2 separate regions of the Columba livia genome follow, and region 2 is linked to region 1. Evidence: chromatin contacts called from public Hi-C data. All regions are on one chromosome and are shown on one strand. Each heading gives the region's core, a stretch centred on a gene start, on an enhancer-like site or on the middle of the called end of the contact. The rest is flanking DNA. Distances are from core to core; before and after follow the strand shown. Region 1 has its middle 27 kb from the start of ADGRF5. Region 2 holds the start of TNFRSF21 (TNF receptor superfamily member 21).

The links. Hi-C and Micro-C count contacts between places; a contact is called where the count stands out from the background.
Region 2: a Hi-C map of crop shows a contact between it and region 1, with 2.6 times the contacts expected there. The contact joins the promoter of TNFRSF21 here to the enhancer-like site in region 1. A contact is called at or near these places in 2 of 2 Hi-C or Micro-C datasets (crop and liver).

What each region holds. Positions count from the first base shown.
Region 1 is chr3:7,074,404-7,081,437 of bColLiv1.pat.W.v2, reverse strand. No RefSeq gene overlaps it. Among named protein-coding and RNA genes, the nearest start is that of ADGRF5, 27 kb to the right of the region's middle. Within about 2 kb of position 2,132, at least 1 of the 3 cell types and tissues checked has an H3K27ac peak away from gene starts, as active enhancers do.
Region 2 is chr3:7,121,807-7,128,649 of bColLiv1.pat.W.v2, reverse strand. TNFRSF21 (TNF receptor superfamily member 21) reads left to right here and starts at 5,058. Exons shown (of 7, transcript XM_065055732.1): 1 at 5,058-5,321. The coding sequence starts at 5,268.

The DNA of each region.
Region 1 (7,034 bases), core at 883-3,382:
ATTCTTTACTGGACAGTAAAGATGAATTAACCAGATAAGATGCAGTCAGACCACCTAAAGGAGGTGTCAGAATGGGGCATCCCTGCTGTTGCCATCTTACATAATTTCCCTTTTAAAATGACATTTAAGCTTGAAAACAGCTTTCTTTTTTTTTTCCTCACCTCTGCTCTCTTCTGCTCTAATGGCTGGGAAGTTTCTTCTAATTAAATGTATCCACGGACAGATAATCCTGTTTTGGTCTTGTGTCAATATGATCCTTTAGCTAAATTAAATATTTTCCCTGCCTGATGTTTATCCCTCCCTGTCTGCACCTTGGCTCCCTCCTGTAGGTTATTTGAAGACTGTGATCCCATTCCCTCAGATTTTCTCAGAGTTCTGACTCGTGCCTCATCATTTAAAGGGTTCCCATCCCCAAGCCTCTAGAGGTTTCCACTCCTGTAGCAGCAATGTGGAGAATCACAGAATCATAGAATAGTTTGGGGTGGAAGCTCATCCAGTGCCACCCCTGCCATGAGCAGGGACATCTTCACCAGATCAGGTTGCTCAGAGCCCCGTCCAGCCTGGCTTGGGATGTCTTCAGGGATGGGGCATCCACCACCTCTCTGGGCAACCTGGGACAGTGTTTTACCACCCTCATTGTAAAAAAATTTCTTCCTTATGTGTGACCTGAATCTCCCCTCCTTTAGTTTAAAACCATCACTCCAACTCTCTCAACCTGTCCTCACAGCAGAGCTGTTCAGCCCCCTGATTGTCAGGAGGAGTCTATCATCTCAGCAGCTCCTATAGCTAAACCATCAAGAACTGACACCCAGAGCCCCCTTTTCTTGGGTGAGCAAGTTCATCCTTCCCCACCGGGTCCCCTCCAGCTCAGCCCACTGCAGAGTGGGAAACCAGGACTGTGGCTGGCACTGGTGCTGCTCCAGACCTCAGGGTCTTCCTTGGTGCATCCAATGTGTGAACACAGTGCTGTGCCACCAGCACACATCTTTAATGAAAGGTGAAATAACATTCACCTCTGCATTGACCTTGGGGATCTTCTCCTTGCAGCTTCCCTCCAACTTTCCTCCCTGTTTTTCACAGAATCACAGACTGGTTGGGGTTGGAAGGGACCTCTGGAGACCATCCAGTCCAACCCACCTGCTAAAGCAGGTTCACCAGAGCAGATCACACAGGAATGTGTCCAGGTGGGTTTGAATCTCTCCAGAGAATGAGACTCCACCACCTCTCCAGGCAGCCTGTAACAGGGCTCTGGCACCCTCAAGGTAACAGTTTTGCTTGACTTTAATCAATGGATGGCAATCTATGAAGTTAAATGTTCATTAAATGTCTGCCCATGTTTTGGGGCTGCTTCTAGCTTTGTCTTGAGCTCCTCATTTCTGCATGGGGTGGTAGGTCATCTTGCTCCTTGAAGTTCAATGCTATTCAGTGAGCTTGGCTTCCACTGCTCCCCTCTCCCCTTTCATTGTGGACACCCAAGGGAGGGCCCTCGCTGTTGGGAAACGCTGGTTACTTTAATTCTTTGCAGTCTTGTTGTTTATTCCTCATATCCTTGAGATGGAGAATAAGCAAAACAGTGCTAGTTCCAAGTGGTACGGTGTGATCCCCCCTGTATGAAATATCAATTCTCATCCTCTTGCATGGGGTGGCCCCATCCAAATTCCCCCAGGGACAAGACAATGGCCCTGCCCTCCCCCAGGAGCTGTGTGCAGGTGACCTTTGGGAGGGTGTGAGCTCCCCTGGGCCGGATCTGAGCCACAGATGTTCCTTACACTGGTGGCATTTGTACCCAAGCTTTAGTGATGCTTAGTTTGTGAGCTTTGCTCTTGTGAAATCAGGAACCTTCATCATGGCCCTACATTTGCTTATGCTTTCACTTCACTTGCATCAACCACCCTGCCTGGACTAATTTGGCCTCTGTCTCCTCTGACTTTCTGTGATTGTGATAAATAATTTACGTAATAGGCTGAGTCAGGATTTGTTGCCTGGGATAAAGCACACAGGCTTCTGCAAAACCTGCCTTGGACTTGCTGCTAGCCTAGAAATAGGGCCACTAATAAAATAAACATGTAATAGTCTTGGCATTTCTCCCTTCTATGATGACAGAAATTGGGGGTGACACTCACTCAGTAACTGCAGCTAATCGGTTGTGCCATGAGTGTGCAGGATGACATGCCAAAGAGGTGAACCTACAAGGTTTTCTGGATCTAGCAGGGAAATAGAAGCTGGTCCAGCAGGGACCAAATCCTGTCAGGTCACCAACAGAGATAATCTTTGAATTCAGGAGCATGGGCATGTGCTATGGAAGAAGCTCAGCATGCCCCTTGGATATACAAGCAATTCCATAGTGGAGGAAAAAAAGCCTTTTGATGGGGAAAACAAAAGTAACTTGTGTTTTCTGTGGCCTCATACTCACCCTCATCTTTACCATCTTTTTCTCCTCCCTTATATTGCTCTGCTTTCCCCTGCTGCATCCTAGAGCAGCATCCCTGGAGGACCTCACTGTGGAAGGATGTGGGGTGGGAATGTCTAGGGGTGGCTTTTTTCCTGCATTCATTGCCAAAGTAATGCACTCCTCCACATCATCCTCATGGATAAACAACTCCAATGATGCTTTGCTGCCATGTGGGTCTTGGTCTGAGCCTGACATTCTGAGCCACCAGTGCTCTGGTCCATTTGAGACCCTTCTGGAGGAAGCAAACTAGGATGGCATGTCGGATTTTAAATGAATACATGTGTGTTTGTGGAAGAGGCAGTGATACAGCAGCTGGTTTGCATCCTAACATAGCATTCAACTTAAAATTGTGGAACAGTTTGGGTTGGAAGGGACCTTCAAAGCTCATCCAGTGCCACCCCTGCCATGAGCAGGGACATCTTCACCAGATCAGGTTGCTCAGAGCCCCGTCCAGCCTGGCCTGGGATGTCTCCAGGGATGGATCATCCACCACCTCTCTGGGCAACCTGGGACAGTGTTTCATCACCATCATTGTAAAAAATTTCTTCCTCATGTCTGGCCTGAATCTCCCCTCCTTCAGTTTAAAACCATCACCCCTTTTCCTTTCACAATAGGTCCTGCTAAAAAGTCTCTCCCCATCTTTCTTGTAGGCTCCTTTTATGTACTGAAAGGCTACAATAAGGTCTCTTCAGAGCCTTCTCCTCTCCGGGCTGAACTAGCCTGGCTTAACCGATTTGGGGATGCTCATCCCAGCATACACTAGCTGAGGTGCACCCAACGCTCTGGTTTGGGTTTGGACGTTTGCAGGGTTAAAAAAACTTCCCCTGAGGGCAGCAAACCCTTTCTTTGGGTGAACCCCTCTTAAGCCACCTTGGCACTCAGTACTGCCCTGAGGTTGGGTCCCCAGGCCAGGTTCCAGCTCCCTTCTCAAGTGCCACCCAGTGGGTTATCCATACAAAACCTGCTACCCAGACTGGTTAGTCACTGTAAAAATCCGCCACTGCCGTTGGAGGGTGGGGAAACCCGTGCTCAGCAGGGATGGACAGACACAGGGAAACTGCACGATGGCCGAGTCACCCAAAATAACCCTTCATTTGTCTGGAGTCCCAGCAGCTCCTGGAAAATGAGCCGAGTGACTAATGCTGCAGCTTCAACACATGCTGACACAGCACTGCTAATTATAGAGCTCAGGTTCAAGCAAGCGCAGCACAATTAGTGTTTCTTAGATGAGGTTGCAAGAGGTGTGAGTGCTGCTCGGCTGGTCCCAAACTCCTCCAGGTTGATAGTGACAGCACGATGCCCACCAAGAGCTGCCCTGGCCTGGTGACAATCCTACAGCAAGTGGCATTTACACCCTGCTGCCCCAAGGGTGATGTTTAGGCTCAGAGTCCAGTCTTTAATATCAGAGCAATAAATTGCATGTGGTTTTTGGAGGAAGGCCATATGCTCCCCACTGGCAGCTCCAGCAGAAGCTGGGGAAGTGGCCCAAGTGTGACATTAAGGCTCTCAGCGTCTGTCCTCTGCGTCATTCATTCTCATTGTTCCCTGAGGCTCTGTTAAAAAGCACAAGGTGTAATTTTCAGCGTTAAAATGCCAGCAACTTACCACCGTCGATCTCTAAATGCGCAGCTATTTCCGTCCTGAGGACACATTTTTCTGAAGATAGAAAGAAATGTCTATTTTGACCAGAGTAAGTAGTGATTTTCATGTGCTCGCTAGTTTTCAGAGCATTTGGCAAGCTGACTTTACCACATTAAAATCCTATTTAATGTAATACTCACCACAACACCCCATAGACCCAACCCTCATCTTTGAGCTCTGGGAAATCTCTGTGACATCTCTAAAGCACCTGAAATTCTTCATTAAAGACCAGGGGTGGTCCCTGTGCCCCAATATGTGGTACTCAACGCTGCCATGACTGGTGCCAGCCTGAGCACCAGTTCCAGGCTGGAGTCTGAGGAGATTAAATGACCATTTTTATTTGAGCCTGTAGGGATGAGACAAGGGGTGATGGTTTTAAACTAAAGGGAGGGGAGATTCAGGCCAGACATGAGGAAGAAATTTTTTACACTGAGGGTGGTGAAACACTGGCCCAGGTTGCCCAGAGAGGTGGTGGATGCCCCATCCCTGGAGACATCCCAGGCCAGGCTGGACGGGGCTCTGAGCAACCTGATCTGGTGAAGATGTCCCTGCTCATGGCAGGGGTGGCACTGGATGAGCTTTGAAGGTCCCTTCCAACTCAAATTATTCTCTGATTTCTGATAAAAAGGCTGAGTGGGCCTTGCTAGTTCTCCTCTTGGGATGTAGGTGCTCAAGTCCCATGCCAAGTACCTGCACTCACTGTCAGCTGGGGAGATGGCACAAGTGAAGTGCCATCAAACCTCATGTGGCTCTCCTGGGACACATGGTGGTTTGGAGGTCGTCCATCGCCATCGCTGCAGTGAGCAGGCATGCCGCTGTCCCCCAGTACATAGACCTGGGTCCCCATGGAGTTTCTATTTGGATGAGCTCAATGCTCAGCACATCTTCGCATCGCATCCCACACCTGCACATCTTCCCTCTGCTTCCACACAGCATCTCTTAGCATTGTTAGAGCTGGTTAATCAGTTCAACTGAAAAGTTTGATATTTAACTCATTTCCGCAGCTGTGAGAGGTGAACCAGCGAGGTCTCACCTTACTTCAGCCAGAAAAATCACAACTTGTTCTTGCAGCAGGAAAAAAACTTGGCCACAAACCTCTTGCATCTTGTTGTGCACTGGAAGTATCTGCTCCTCACCCAGGCTGGTGTCTCCTCCTCTGATCCATGTGGTTGTGGGCTAAAAATTGGCACAATCCCGCCAGCACAGCATCAGATTGGTGCATGTAAGAGCCCTGGGGTATTGGGAGTTTTAAAGGGTGGCCCACATGGTGCTCGTAACTTAAAAACAACCTGCCTTGTGCCTGGGATTGGGCTTGCTCCATCTCACACAGTCATTTGGGGATTGTGCCTGCCTGCGTGTGCGATCGCACATCCCCAATACAAATAGTTTAATGAATCTGAGCAAACGAACACAAAGACATCGAGCCATAAGGATTTTATGTTACTGCCAGATTTTGCACCCATCTTGGGTGGTGGGAGCCAGGGAGATAAAGTACAGCTCATTTTGTTGATGTCAATGAGGTTTAAAATGCAGGACTAATTAATTACAACTGTAGTTTTTGATCAGTGACGGTGATTTCATGAAGCATTTGTTAAAGGTACCACTTCAAGGAGGAATTTCCAAACTGCAGAAGTTAATAACTTTAAAACTGCTACTCAGGCTCCCTGCAAATGGGACTTGGTGCTGCAAATCTCTTTGAGACTCATAATTCAATCCTATTTAGAAGCAAATTTCTTAGATTTAGAGCAATGAATATTTAAATACTACCACTTGAAACATTTTCAATTTTGAGATCATTTCAAAGCCAGGAGAGTCTATAACATTCAACTACTCTGCAATGCTTTAGCATCTGAATTGATCTGGCCTGTAGCTGAATCTTAAGCAGCTTAAACAGCTATAAAGGGTTAGAACAGTTTAAAGGGTTAGGGTAATTTAAGCAGAATATCATGTCTTCAGGGCTTTGGTTAAAGAAACGGGTGTTCACAGGCTGTCAAGCTGAGCAGCTCCAGATGAAGGACCTGACAAGCATCGTTTCAAAAACTCTCTGAAGCACTCGGCATGTTCTCCGCTTTCAAACCTTGTCTACTTCATTTTTTCTAAGAAAAACAAGAAAAAGGAAACAAAACAAGCAGGTTGAACATTCACACAAAATGCAGAGTAAATGTAAAATGTATGGGAAATGCTGTGAAGGTGGCTTTGTGCTGACAACAGGCTTGTTGCTGCTTTCTGCTGACGCTCATTTTTCTTTGGTACAAACCACTTCAAAAGCCAGCAGCACTGTGAAAATGGCTGTGAAGAAAACACATGAGCTTTACAGTGCTTGTGTTTAGCCCCTTCCAAGTCAGATACATGTAAACTGAAAATCGAAAGACAGAGCTTTTAAAAACTTGTGATCCCAAGCTCGTTCTGCACAAGCATTTGACCAGGATGATTATTTTGGATGGGAAAGAAGACAAGCGGAGAAGGAGGTTTGGGTTTTATTTTTGGTAAGGTGTATTTATGCCAGTCCTAGCCATTAAAAAAGGGCCTCTGTGTACCATTATGCTTTATTCCTCTTGACTAAAAGCCATGCATATTCCAGCACAGTTGTTCCATCTGTGCTGTTAATGTTGGACTGTGCAAAAAACAATTCAGGATTTATTGGATGCAAGAGGCAGCTGAGGCAGAGGGAAGACTTCTTAGCTTGGTATAATGCAGATGGATGAATGTGAGGGATCTGATTCCAGTTGTTTCTCCAACTGGACTGACAAAAGGATGGGACCTGGGCTGGCACAAGCCGCCCATGTCTGGGTGACAAAAGCGAAGTGAGAAACAGTGCAGTGGAGGTGACACTGCAAAGGCTCTTCCTGGTGTTGTCTCTGATGCATCCCCTTCCCATCAGCTGAAAGGGTTACAAGAATGGGACAGGACTGCTGTACTGGGTCACCTGCATGTCCCAGTC
Region 2 (6,843 bases), core at 3,809-6,308, 44 kb before region 1:
ATTCTCCACAGGGAGACCCAGACTCATCTTAGCTCTGCAACAGAAAACATGATTTTGTTTTCCCACAGCATAAGGTGAGTAAAGTTCATTTAATAAGGAGACGGCAAAAGTGCACTCTGTCCCAGTTCAGGCAAAAGGCCACGGGGGAGCTGCTCTGTCTGCTGATCTGCAGGACATTCTCATGCTCTTTTTCGGTTACCATCTCACACTGGAAGATCAACGTTTTCTCATCTCACCTCAACCATCCAAAAGACCTTCCTGCAATTGCCATGGATACTGCTAGAAACCACTGTGTTTATATATATCCATGTGTGTATATATATATATGTTCCTGCTGGGAACATCTGCTCTTGGTAGATGTTTCCCAATTTCCTGGAGATCATAAGAAGGGCCAGAAGGGTGAGAACGCCCACCCGAACTCTCCTTTCCCTCACCCAGGGAAGTCTACAGGCTATGTTGGTTCAACTTCCCAATTTAGGTTAATGCAAATGAGAACTGTGGTTTCTATATGAATTGGAGCTACTTTCGCATTACAGCAACAGAACACAGAAGTGTTGTTTTTCTACAAGAGATGTGGAAGCGATGGTCCATGTACAGAGAGTGAGGAAGTCTGAAAGTAAATTACATCTGCCCTGTTAGCCTGGCTTCTTTTATTGCAAATAAGTGATGAGAAATTGCTTCCCAGAACACGTCTGCTTTCCACAGGATGAAGCAAGTGACGGTTCTGTAGCACGTTCTTTAGCATTTCCCAAGAAAACTTCTTTCAGCGGAACAATTCCTCCTATTTCATTAATATGCTTTAAACAGCCTCAGGTGACTAAGCAGGACCACTGGCTTTTCCTCACAAGAGAGGAGAGTTCGCTGTTGAAGAGAAGATGGTTTCTGGTGTCAAATGAGGTCAGTGGATGTTCTTCCATTGCTTGCTTGGCCTCCCACCACCATCTTAGCAAAAACCCAGGGGTCTCTGGTCAACATAAGCAGTGAGGTTCATTAACTATAATTAAAAACACCTTCTTTCTTGGTGTTTTTTTTTTAAATCCTAGCAGTTCACTGACCTGCTTGATACCATGGGCCCGTATTTGCATGACAATGCGGTGGCACAAGGGGAAAAAAGGAACCGAATGTGGGGAGGTGAGGAGGAACTTCTCAAGCTTCTGCTGCCACCAAAAACACTTAATACGAAACTTCAGCCTCAGCCACCCGCTTCCTTAGTTTCCTTTCAAAGAAAAAAATCATGGAGATGCAGCAAATTGGACATTAATAAGCAATTTATGCCACAGCCAGTATGAACCAGTCTCGGCAGCGTGACTGGTGTTTGTCATTACAAGGGTTGCAAGGGGGGTGGGATGGGGGATTTACAGATCAACCCACGCTTTTTTGGATAATCTGTGGACTGCTTTTAGGTTCTGTGTAAATAATAATGATTAGAAGCGGATGTAACTAATTGGAATCCATTCCACGGCAGTAACATGATCCATCTTATTGCCAATCCCCTGAGTCACCCCATCCTCCAGATGATTATTTTTCTGACTTTCCCTAATAAAATCTGAACAATTCACGCTGCTGATGGATCCATCGTGGGTCGGTGCTGCCAGGGCATTTCAAACCCTATTCTAACCCAGGCACAACCAACCTAGTTATCTCCACACCAGCAGGACCAGACTCGTCCTTGTATTGCATCAACGCTGTACATTTTTAAACTTAAAATCCCCTCTACCATCCGCAAGTCTGGTGTTGACCTTGCTGTGTTATCACCTTCAATTTGCCCAATTTATTTTGGATTAAAAGCAGCAACAGGCATCCCCGGTTTCCTTCTGGGCAGCCTCACTGCGTCTTGCTTTGCACGTGATGAGGTTTCCCTTCCTTGACCTCCTGGGAAGAGCGTGTTGTTCCTGAGTTTGGTGACCCCGGGGGAAGGCAAAGCCCACCGTGGGGCTCTGCAGCACTTGCACAGCAGCAGGGCCAGATGTGGAGGAAGGTCCTTGTCCTGCACATGTGACACAAGTCTGGCTCGTTCCCCCCTGGGAACAGCCGTCCTGCCACTGCTACCCCATCTCTGGGAGGGAAGCTCTTCTCCAGGCTCATTCCCAGGCTCCCAAGGGTCGTTGCTGTCTTCTAGCTCCCTTCCAAGATTAGATATGGAGAGAGTACAGGGAGAAAAAGTCCACTTTGGCTAGGAGGGGAGCCTTCCAGCTGGATTCAAATCTCCCTAAAATCAAGAGGAGGCTTCTCATGGGCTTCAGAAGGGCTTGGATGAAACTCATATCACACCACCTTTTTTCCTTTTTTTTTTTTTTTTGAGATTTTCTGTCATTCATGGGGATTTTGTGCTGTTCAATTTGACATGGCACTGAAAGCCTCCCTTGTTCCATCTGCCTTCAGGATGCCTCCAGAATGTGACTGTTGGTCAACAGGATTTCTGCAGGCTCTGGAAATCAATTATTTGAATGTTTTCCTCAGTAGACAACCAGTTATGTAGAGAGGCATATAATGCCTTGATTCAGTGCACTCATAAGCCTTGAAGGCCCTGATCAGCCTTACCTGGGGCCTCCCCCACCCCTGCCCCTGTCTCCTGGTCAGACCTTGGACCCATCCTGAGGCATCATCTCTGTTCCTGTCTCCTGAAAGGACCCTGGAATTATGTTCCAGCCTTTCTAATCCTGTCTCTGACCCCATCTCCTGTTCCTCTTGACTCCCTGGATAGACCTGGACCCGTTTCCATCACTTGCCATGGCCATTGATGGACACTGTGACCAGCACCATGCCCTGCACAGCCTGTTCAGATGCTGCTTGTGCTGTGGCCACCCTCAGCTTCCAGTGGGAAAGGACCTTCAAAGCTCATCCAGTCCCACCCCTGCCATGAGCAGGGACATCTTCACCCAGATCAGGTTGCTCAGAGCCCTGTCCAGCCTGGCCTGAGATGTCTCCAGGGATGCAGCATCCACCACCTCTCTGGGCAACCTGGGACAGTGTTTTATCACCTTCATAATAAAAAATGTCTTCCTTATATCTAGTCTGAGTTGCAGAACAAGAATAAAAAGGAACATAAAAATCCCACCCCAAAAACTGATGCTGTTGAACACTCACTGCCCTGCAGTTTTTACATGTTAGCAGCCTCAGGATGGCTGAGCTCCACTTGAGAAAAACTACCATGGGAAGAGGAGCTGTTCCCACCCCATTTTTAAGGAGGACAATGGAGGGAGAGCAAACAAAGCCCAAAAGCCCAAAGCCCAAAGCAATATGAGGTAGAGGCAAAGCAAAAAATAATTTCCTTTGCAGTCCTACACAGCGCTTCCATCCCTAGGGTTTCAGGTAGGTGGGAAGTAGGCAATGCTGCAGAGAATCATAGAATCATTTTGGTTGGAAGACACCCTAAAGATCATAGAGCCCAACCATAACCTAACTCTGGCACTAAACTATGTCCCTAAGAACCTCATCTATGCATCTTAACTTAAACTTAACTTAACTTAAACTTAACTTAAACACCTCCAGGGATGGTGAGTGCAACACTTCCCTGGGCAGCCTGCTCCAGTGCCAGACAACCTTTTTGTGAAAAACTTTTTCCTGATATCCAATCTAAACCTCCCCTGGTGAAACTTGAGGTCATTTCCTCTCATCCTATGGCTTGTTACTTGAGAGAAGAGACCAACCCCCTCCATGCTACAACCTCCTAGTTGTAGACAGTGACAAGGTCTCCCCCCAGTCTCCTTTTCTCCAGGCTGAACAGCCCCAGTTCCCTCAGCCGGTTCTCATCCCACTTGTCCTCCAGACCCCTCACCAGCTTAATTTCTCTTCTCTGAACTCACTCCAGCACCTCAATGTCTTTCCTGTAGTGAGGGTCCCAAAACCGAACCCCAGCACAGAGGGACAGGCAGTAGGTGCACCAATGGGGCCCCCGTTTTCCGCACGCTCAATGTGCAGATTCCCAGCACAAGGATGGGCTAGGGGAAGCAGGGCCAGTTGCTCGCTCTGGCAGAGCCCCTGTGAGCATCACCTCCAGCCCCATGGCTTCACACACCCCAAGGACAGCCAGGCAGGGGGGATGCTACACCGGTGAGGAAAGCCATGTAGACTGCTTGGGGAAAGCGAGGGACGCGGTGCTGCAGGGCGCTGCGGAGTTTCCAAGCTGTGTGCAGTTCCTAGGTGGCCGCACATGGACTATGAGGTGAGGGAGTGTGGGGGGGTATCACACAGAATCACAGAATGTCAGGGTTTGGAAGGGACTTCGAAAGCTCATCCAGTGCAATCCCCCTGCCGGAGCAGGAACACCCAGATGAGGTTACATAGGAATGTGTCCAGGTAGGTTTTGAATGTCTCCAGAGCAGGAGACTCCACAACCCCCCTGGGCAGCCTGTTCCAGTGTTCTGATACCCTCACTGAGAAGTTTCTTCTCAAATTTAAGTGGAACCTCTTGTGTTCCAGTTTGAACCCATTGCCCCTTGTCCTATCATTGGTTGTCACCGAGAAGAGCCTGGCTCCATCCTTGTGACACTCACCCTTTATATATCTGTAACCATTAATGAGGTCACCCCTCAGTCTCCTCTTCTCCAAGCTAAAGAGCCCCAGCTCCCTCAGCCTTTCCCCATAAGGGAGATGCTCCACTTCATCATCTTTGTTGCCCTGCACTGGACTCTCTCCAGCAGTTCCCTATCCTTCTGGAACTGAGGGGCCCAGAACTGGACACAATATTCCAGGTATGGTCTCCCCAGGGCAGAGTAGAGGGGCAGGAGAACCTCTCTGACCTACTGACCACCCCCTTCTGATGCACCCCAGGTACCATTGGCCTTCCTGGCCACAAGGGCCCAGTGCTGGCTCATGGTCATCCTGCTGTCCACCAGGACCCCCAGGTCCCTTTCCCCTACGCTGCTCTCTAACATGTCATTCCCCAGTTTATACTGGGGTTGTTGTCCCTGCCCACATGCAAGCAGTGTCAGCCGTGGGGGGTCCGTGTGCGCTGCGCCGCGCAGCGCGGGGGGGGCGCCGTTGCGCGGCCGGTGACGCCACAAAGGCCGCCCCGCCCCGCCGCGCCGCCCCACGTGCGCGCCGCCCCGCCGCGGCAGAGCGCAGCCCGCGGCCCCGCAGGCAGGTGGGAGCGCGGCGGGCGGCAGGGCCACCCCCGCCCGGCCCCGGCCCGCCGCCATGGGCGCCTGCCCCCGCCGGCTGCTGCCGGCCCCGCGCCCCGCCGCCTGAGGCAGCGCGGCTGGACGGGCAGCGCCTCGCCCGCAGCCCCTCCGCGCTGCGCGGCGGCCCCGGCTCCAGCCGCCACCATGGGGGCCGCCGCGGCGTGCCGGAGCGCCGCCGGGCTCGCCGGCTTCCTCACGGTGAGTGTTGAGTGTGTGTGTGCGCGGAGCGGGGGGGGGGGTGTCGGTCCGTCCCTGCGGCGCCGCCCGCGCAAGATCCGCGGTGTGGGGGGGTGGGGATGTGCTGCAGTGCAGCGCTGCCCGCCCGCGCGTGGGGTGCGTGCTGCTCGGCTGGTTTGGGGCGGGTGGGCAGGGGTGTGTTTTGGGGGGATATGTGTATATTTGGGTATCCTGTTGCCCCCCCTCCGCCGTCCGCCGTGCCGTGTGGTGTGCGGTGCTCCCCAGTGCCCACCCCGGCGGTGCTGCCTGCCCCAGCCCCCGCGCCCCCAACCCTGCCAGCGGGCACTGGCTGGGTCTGACATCCCCGGCTCCATCCTCTCTGTCCGCCGGCTCCATCCCCTCCATCCCTGCTTTACTGCAGGCAGCAAAGGGCGGCATTCTCCCCAGAGGTTTCATCCAGGGCTGTGCCGCACCTCGAGGTCTGAGCGGATCCTTGCTTCACCCCCCTGCCCTGTTCCCTAAGCTCAGCACTGTTTTGGAGTCTGTCCATCCATCCATTTCTCCCTCCCAGCTGCTTTTCTTGCCACCCCTTGGACAGGCAGCAGAACTCACCACCAACACTAATTGCAGGCAGCCGCCCTGGCTTAACACAGAAATGTTTTTCCTCTGGGTTCACCCTCAGGTTTACCTTTCCAAATAGAGCCCTTCCCAGTCAGCATTTCAGAGCTACATCCTGTCTTTTTGGCGAGAGATGGTAATTTGGTGTGTCAGGCACACGCCGCAGCTGCTGCGGCTGGGTTGTGTAACCGAGGAGTGCACTTGCTCTTGAACTCAAGGTGGATCTTAGCAAGCTGGTGCTGGCTCGGCAGGAATCCGGGTAAACAAAAAATAATCTAAAGCTGAGAGAGCATTAGCTGGGAAACAGCCTCGTTGCTTTGAAGGTGAAGGGTGACTTCACGCAGTAGCGAAGCAGCGCGGTGCTGGCCGGGTGCTCTCGAGCACTGGTTTCCCACTGGGAGAGGCGAGCGCTGCTGCACATCTGGAAGATGAGATGCTGATGGGAAGCTTGAGATATGGAGCTCCAGCCGGGATCCTGGAGGTCAGCTGAGAATTGCGGGTATAGAAGAGGGGGGAGGGGGAAAACAGAGTGATATAAAGCAGGGGTGTCAAACTCATTTTCACCGGGGACTGCATCAGCCTCATGGTTGCCTTCAAAGGGCCGAATGTAATTTTAGGGCTGTAAAAATGTAGGAGTAGTTATGTTTATACAGTCCTAAAATTACATTTGGCCCTTGGAAGGTAACCGCAAGGCTGACGCGTCCACCGGTGAAAATGAGTTTGACGCCCCTGATAAAAAGGTATAGGGAAATGCAACAGCAATTTTGCAAAATGAAGCCAAGACTGAGTAAATGTGCATTGCTTGTGCATGCGTGTTACTCACACTTGGCGTGTGCTGATTGTACGAGCAAACGAGCTGTAAGACAAAATTCCCGTTGGCTCGTATGCTGGCAGGATGCTCCCTTGGCCAACGGCCAGAGTTTCT